Regions from separate parts of the Rattus norvegicus genome. Here region 1 is linked to region 2. Evidence: chromatin contacts called from public Hi-C data. All regions are on one chromosome and are shown on one strand. Each heading gives the region's core, a stretch centred on a gene start, on an enhancer-like site or on the middle of the called end of the contact. The rest is flanking DNA. Distances are from core to core; before and after follow the strand shown.

Region 1 (3,320 bases), core at 548-3,047, 260 kb before region 2:
CATGGAGGAGTCATGTGATCATGCTAAGCCAGGCCATTTCATTGATGTAATCAGACCCTTAAGAGATCTTTTTTGATCTTGGCCACAAAGTCTAGGAAGGCTTTAGATATCGTCTCTTCTGTCAGCTAGAGTCTTCAAGGAACACAAAATAGAACAAAATACAGAGTGAATTGCATTAGGCTTATGACAGGAGTCAGAAGCCTGTCTTAGCTTTCTAAAAACACTGCACCTCTGAGTTGTTTCCCAACCTGACATGCTCATGAGACAAGTGGTTGAGGGTTGAGTGGGAACAGGAGAAAGTAGGGATGTAATGTGCGGCCTCTTCAGCCAGGAAGGGTTGTGTGTCTATTGTTGAGCTGATGCTGAGAGGCCAACTCTGAGGAGGATGTTGGGAAGAAATTTGCCTTCTTGGAGGCCATGTTAAGAAATCTAGATGATATGCAGCCTAGTTTATCATATAAACAAAATGCTATAGCAATTTATAGTAGACATCAATAGTTCCTAGAAAATCCAAGCGTGGACAGTGCTAGGGTTTGGACATGGATAGACAGACACTAGATGGGATGTAGGAACTTTCTGGAGAGTGTTCCCAAGATTAGTGTCTAACTCAGGGAGACCAGATTTAACAAAAGGGAAATTTGGGCTATGATATGGCCACAGTGAAGGCCCCAACTCACCTTTCTAGTGATGGACGGAATGAAAATGGCCCTAGCTATATTTCATTGGGTGAAGGAGAATCAGACATGGGATATGGGTGACCCCCAGGAAAAAGGAAGTCTTAAGCTCATAGTTCTCCTTAGCCTGTAGAAATCACTGAAAGTGTGCTCATCTACTACCTTCCAAGAGCAACACTCCCCTAAACTAGGAGGATACACATACCTCAGCCATGAGAGAGAAATAAAAGTCCCCGACATCCACTGTGCCCCAATAAGCAAGAAGGCACATCACAGACAGACAGAGCCAGGGAGGCCTCCAGATGCACAGAGAAATCTGTCTACATGACACCTGGCACATAAAGCAGGGACAGCTGGTCCCATGAGGGTAAGAGGGGAAACCCAGAGTTACCAAAGGTATTTACAGCTAAGGTAACTGGTTTGGTGAGCATTGTGTGGTTTAAGGCAAGCTAAGACAAAGAAATCATAAGGTCATGGCTCCACTCCAAATGAGAAATGAGAACCTCAACTGTGGGAATGAAAGAACAAACGTGGAGGGTTTAAAATGGTAATTTTTTAAACAAAAAAGATAGGGAGCAAGGAAAGCTGAATTGGACCCCAGCTAGCACAAAGTCAGCGTAGGGACTTATCTCATGTACACATTGTGCCAGCCCCATGATAGTTCAGGTCAGATGACATATGAAAGATTCAGGGAGGATCTCAGACACAGGACAGGGCCCTGTAGCTTACTCAATGGCCTTCAAGTCTTATCCATCCATGGTTCCTTGATACGCATCTTCATGAACGTCAGGCTCTCCAGAGCTGCCATTACCTTGGTGTGCTTCCCAAGTACTTCCACATATTAAAAAAAAAAAGAAGAAGAACGTACACCTTTTATCTTTAACTTATTGAGGGATGGGTTTCAAGTGTCAGTCACTTTATTAAAAGGAAAATAAAGTGAAGAAGTTAAAATTGCACTGCCTTTTTTTTTTTAAAGCAACTGGAAGTAATCAGGGTGCCTTTGCGACCTGTTTGTAAATGTTCTTGGAGAACAAGGAACTCCGCTTTCAAATGCCCTGCTGTGACCCTGGCAATCTTAACAGAAGTGGTTTGGAGCAATGCCCTGGAGGAGCTGATCACAAGCCGGAAGAGTAAAAGAATAGATGGTTGTTTTCAGTTCCTTTGAAACAGTCAGCTGTGGTCCCTAAGGGTTATGTGAGCAGAAATACAGACTCAAAGTTTCTTCGCTGCTCTGATCTTCGGATGTAAATGGAAGGCGATTTGCAAGCACAGCCTGCAAGCTGCTGTGTTCTTGGCAAGCCCGTTCACATTAATTCTGCATTGATCTTTAGACCAAAGCTGAGGCCACACATTTCTGTTTCTTTCTCTCCTTGGGATTGCAGAAACTTCAATCACAATACCTTGTCTCCTCATCCAAGTTTTTAACAGCATTAGTTGATTAAGCCCTGTGTTACTCTGTGGAGGAGGATTACTTAAAAACACCCTAGAAGAAGGCAGACGTGCCTACTCAACAGAGCAGTGTCCAGATGCAGCCTAACCGTGATGAGCTACCATTGCTCAACAGACCCTCCAATGAGCTCTGCAAGGGAAAGACAGAGGCTCTTGTTAATGCCTGGGACTAGAGTGCAACTAGAGCTCGAGGTGGAGTAATTGCAATGACGTTCACGACAACGTCATGGGAGTCCTTTGTGGAGGGAAAGAGAAGATCACGAGACTCATAAAGCCTTCAGGAAACCCTCACAGGGTCTACTATCTCAAAGATTCTAATCATCACAGCGCTGGAAAGATTGCTTAGCGGTTAAGAGCAGTGGCTGCTCTTGAGGTTCAATTCCCAGTACCCACAAGGCAGCTCACAACCGTCTGTCACTACAGTTCCAGGGGATCCGGATCCTCACACTGACATTCAGGGAAAAGATCAATCCAAACAATTAACAACAACAACAACAACAATAACAACAACAAATTTAGCCAGGTGCTACACAGAGGAAAAAAAAAATCACCATTCTAGAAGAGTTTATACAAGGGGCCGGTGATGTGGCTAAGCTGTAAGTGTATCTCACAGGTATGGAACCCTGAGCTTGCCCTCAGGCACTGAATAAACCAGGCATGATAGTGTCTGCCTGGAATCCTGGCACTTGGGAAGTAGAGACAGGGCAACCAGGGTTTCAAGGTCATCCTTGGCTTCCCAGCAGACGTAATTAAGTTGACTAGGATTGGATTTCTTGGTCGTGTTCTGGTGAGGTATCTATCTGCCTCTGAATCACTCTTACTTTTGTCAGCCACCCCACGAAAGTCAATAGTGCACCCAGTAGAACATGCATAGTTCTGTACCTGGGGTGAAGAGATATATCTTCATGTCTCCCCTGGGAAAGCCGAACCACCCGGGCTAGACAAAAATTTACTTGTTCAGGTGTTTGGAAGTTTGTGGGGACCACTTGGATATCGAAAAACAAAACATCCATACCTGTTCCTGTCCCAAAGAGAAAGAGGACCCTTCAAATAAGTTCAAATTTTGCCTTCCTTTTCATGAAGTGCTATTAACAGTTACAATCTGCTCACGTTCACGCACAAAAAGGGAAGGAGGGGAAGGAAGGAGGGAGGGAGGAAGGGAGGGAGGGAGGAAGAGGCTTTCACTCCCTTACCAGC
Region 2 (3,225 bases), core at 182-2,681:
AGGTGACATCTATAAAGTACCTGGCTAGGTACCTGCAGAAGTTCAATTTGTACTACTTTCCCTTATTTTAACTCAATTTCTCCAAATATAGGTGCTGTTTGTGTAAAAAAAAAAAAGAAAAAGAAAATGGTAAAAACATGTTTACAATCAAATAAGAAAAACCCTTGGTTCAGCTAACTGAAGCCTGGCCTGTTAGCAAGTGTCTATGATCCCAGCACTCTCAGGAACCGGAAATAAGATGGTTAGATAGCCTCCCCCGGCCTGGAACTCATAGAGACCTTGAGTGCTGGGATTAAACGCCTGTATGACTACAGCCAGGAGAACCCAGAACTTTTAACTTACTGTCATATGAACTGTGATTCTCCTAGAAGTCTCCAGGCTTTCCAAACCACTACAAGCACAGACTTCTCATCACAGAATAGCACTTAGGGGTAGTGGGTGAGATTGTAACAGTTCACTGTTAGTTTCCCGAATGGACTTTGCTTTCCTTTAGGAGAACCGTCACCAAGAGTTAAACCCAAACACATCCCTGCTCCAAGACAAAAGGCCAACATGCCAACTCTCCCTTCCTTCTAACATAGACCCCAGCATTAGCACCCCACCCCCAGCCACCCTCACTGTTCTATTGCTGGGAACAGGTATCTAAAAGAAGCAACCTAGGGGAGAAAGAGTTTCTCCTGGATCATGGTATGATGTTCAAGTCCATCATGGTAGAGAAGGCAGGCAGTGATCAGTGCCATTGCTGGTGGGGGCATGAGGCTGCTTGTTCTCGGTCAGATCATCGAGTTGAAATGAGCACAGAAATGGGACCCCGAGCTAAGCCCATCCCCCAGAAATCTGCCTCCTGCAGCTAGGCTCCACCTCCCAAAAGACCCACAACATCCCAAAACAGTGCCACCATCTGGCAAGCAAATGCTCAAACGTGGGAACCTGTGGGGACATTCCCGCTGAAACCCTAATGGCTCACACGTCTGTCGATGTCTCCAGCACTTGCTCTTCTGAAAAGAACTAAGCCAAAAATAAATAAGTACAGGGGGAACTTGTCTGAGTTGATGAGCCTCCTCCAAACTAATATTCAGTAAGGGCTCTTGTGCCAGCTGTGGCCGTGGAGAGCTTTTCAGTCGTTTCGACTAATTTCCCACGGCCCTGTATAGAAGCAAACTGAAGACTCCCATTGCCTGTGGCCAAAGAAAGAAACAGAGAACAAGGACATTCGATCCAGAAGAGAAACAGCAGTCAGAGGAGGTCCTGGGCTCCCCGAAAGCTGTAGCTTAACCCTCCAAAATGAATCTTATGATCATGGCTTCAGTTCATCAGATCCTGGCAAGTTGCAAAACAGGCTGATTCTGCTTGCAAGGGGTTTTCGGTCTGCCAAGGGAAGGGATTAATATGCACAGCCGTCCTTCCAAAACTATCGGGCATGAAGAGCCACCGCAGACGCTTTGTCCAATAAAGCCCTTGCTTAGAGTTCTGCCTAATAGCTCTGTGCCTTAGTTTGTGGATTAGCTTCAAGGACGGTTTATCCCTGCATGCAGATGAGAATGTCAGCCGACTCACCTCCAGTCCTGTCTCCTACCTGATGGCACACTTAATCCTGCTGCTCAGTCAAAATATAAAAACCTAAGGATGTCAGCCCAGAGGGCTGGATGTGTCGGAGATCGGGAGCTGTGAGAGAAAGAGTTAACCTCTCCTGGCTCCCACATCCTTACAACTGCTCCTTGCTCCTCCAGCTGTGTTCCTCCACTCCTGACTGCAGCCACCTGGCTCCAACGAGGCAGCTGGTTATTACCTTGGGGTGAAGAACCATCTTCTGGGGGCTGCCTAGGTGGCTCAGAGGGTACCGTCATATCCTTCCAGGACTTGGTCATTACAGTTCAGTCCCCTGGACCCACCTGGTGGAAGATAAGAAATGACTCTGTTGGGTTGTCATTTGACCTTCACATCCAGACACACATAAATAGATAGGCAAATACATAAATAATTCTAAAAAGGAAATGTGTGATGCTTTTTTTTTAAAGAACCATTTGCTCAGAGTCACACATTGAGAAGCTTGTGTAGGATTATGACCTCACGCCAACTCTGGGAACTGCAGCTCTCTACTGGAGAGAGATAAAAAAAAAAATGGGTGATGGGTTAAGACATACCTTGGAATGCCCAGGGACAGCACTTGCCACCCAGGTGAGGCCAGAAGTGACAGAGAATAGCATAGCTACCCTGAAATGGATGGCATCAGATTCAGCCATTATCATAGGGCCCTCCCAGAACCTGTTAAGACCACTGGGCATGGGAGACATCCTCTGAGCTCTGAGTGATCTAACTCCTCACACCCAGAGAGCTTCCTGGAACATAGCAAGCATTTGGACGATGAGGAGTTATCTCTGTGAGACTCTCAGGATTATGTTAGGCCTTTGTGGGAGTAGACATATGTACTAGATACTTTTCTATGGCTGTGATGAAAATCCCATGACCAAGCCGACTTATGGAAAGAAACATTTATTTGCACTCAGAGCACCAGAGGGATAAGAATCCGTCCTGGCAGGAGATATAGCAGCAAGCAGCAGGCTTGGTGGCCAGAACAGGAAGCTGAGTGCTCACATCTTCAAACTGCAGGCACAAAGAGTAAACAGGAAGTAGGCAAGGCATTTTTACTCTCAAAGCCCACCCCCAGTGACCTATTTCCTCCAACAGGCCACACCTCCTAAACCTTCCCAAACAGTCCCACCAACTGGAGAGCAAGTGTTCGAATTTCTAAGCCTGTGGAGGAAGTTCTCACTCAAACCATATCTCATCAACCACCTCATTTGTACCTAAAACTAGACAGTTAATGCCTCCCAGTCACTTATTTACCTTTCCCCAGTCAGCTCCTCCTGCATCCGTGGGCCCCACCTCAGCATTTCCGAGCACTATTCACCCATCTCTGAAATGTGGGCGATTATTGGCCATGCCCGTCCTGCTCAACAGGAACCATCTGGAGTGTGATTCGGGGGTTAAGCTTTGTACTTCTCCAACACGTCACATTCCCAGCCTATGACCTGTCTGAACATTAGTGACCATTGTTAAGGCCCAATCATAAAGCCAGTTTGTACAGCACCACCCAGATCCTCACTGTGAGATTTCTAACGGTCCGACCTAAGCTGTCAAAATACATACATCCCTCTTCTGCCTCCTCCCTCCTCCCCTTGGCACGGGACCTTGGACACACTGCTTTTGAGCTCTCGATTCCTC

The links. Hi-C and Micro-C count contacts between places; a contact is called where the count stands out from the background.
Region 1: a Hi-C map of frontal cortex shows a contact between it and region 2, with 2.4 times the contacts expected there. The contact joins two enhancer-like sites. A contact is called at or near these places in 2 of 12 Hi-C or Micro-C datasets (Schwann cells and frontal cortex).

What each region holds. Positions count from the first base shown.
Region 1 is chr13:97,881,343-97,884,662 of GRCr8, reverse strand. No RefSeq gene overlaps it. Among named protein-coding and RNA genes, the nearest start is that of Dusp10, 260 kb to the left of the region's middle. Within about 2 kb of position 1,797, at least 27 of the 93 cell types and tissues checked have an H3K27ac peak or open chromatin away from gene starts, as enhancers often do.
Region 2 is chr13:97,616,682-97,619,906 of GRCr8, reverse strand. No RefSeq gene overlaps it. Among named protein-coding and RNA genes, the nearest start is that of Hhipl2, 32 kb to the right of the region's middle. Within about 2 kb of position 1,431, at least 17 of the 93 cell types and tissues checked have an H3K27ac peak or open chromatin away from gene starts, as enhancers often do.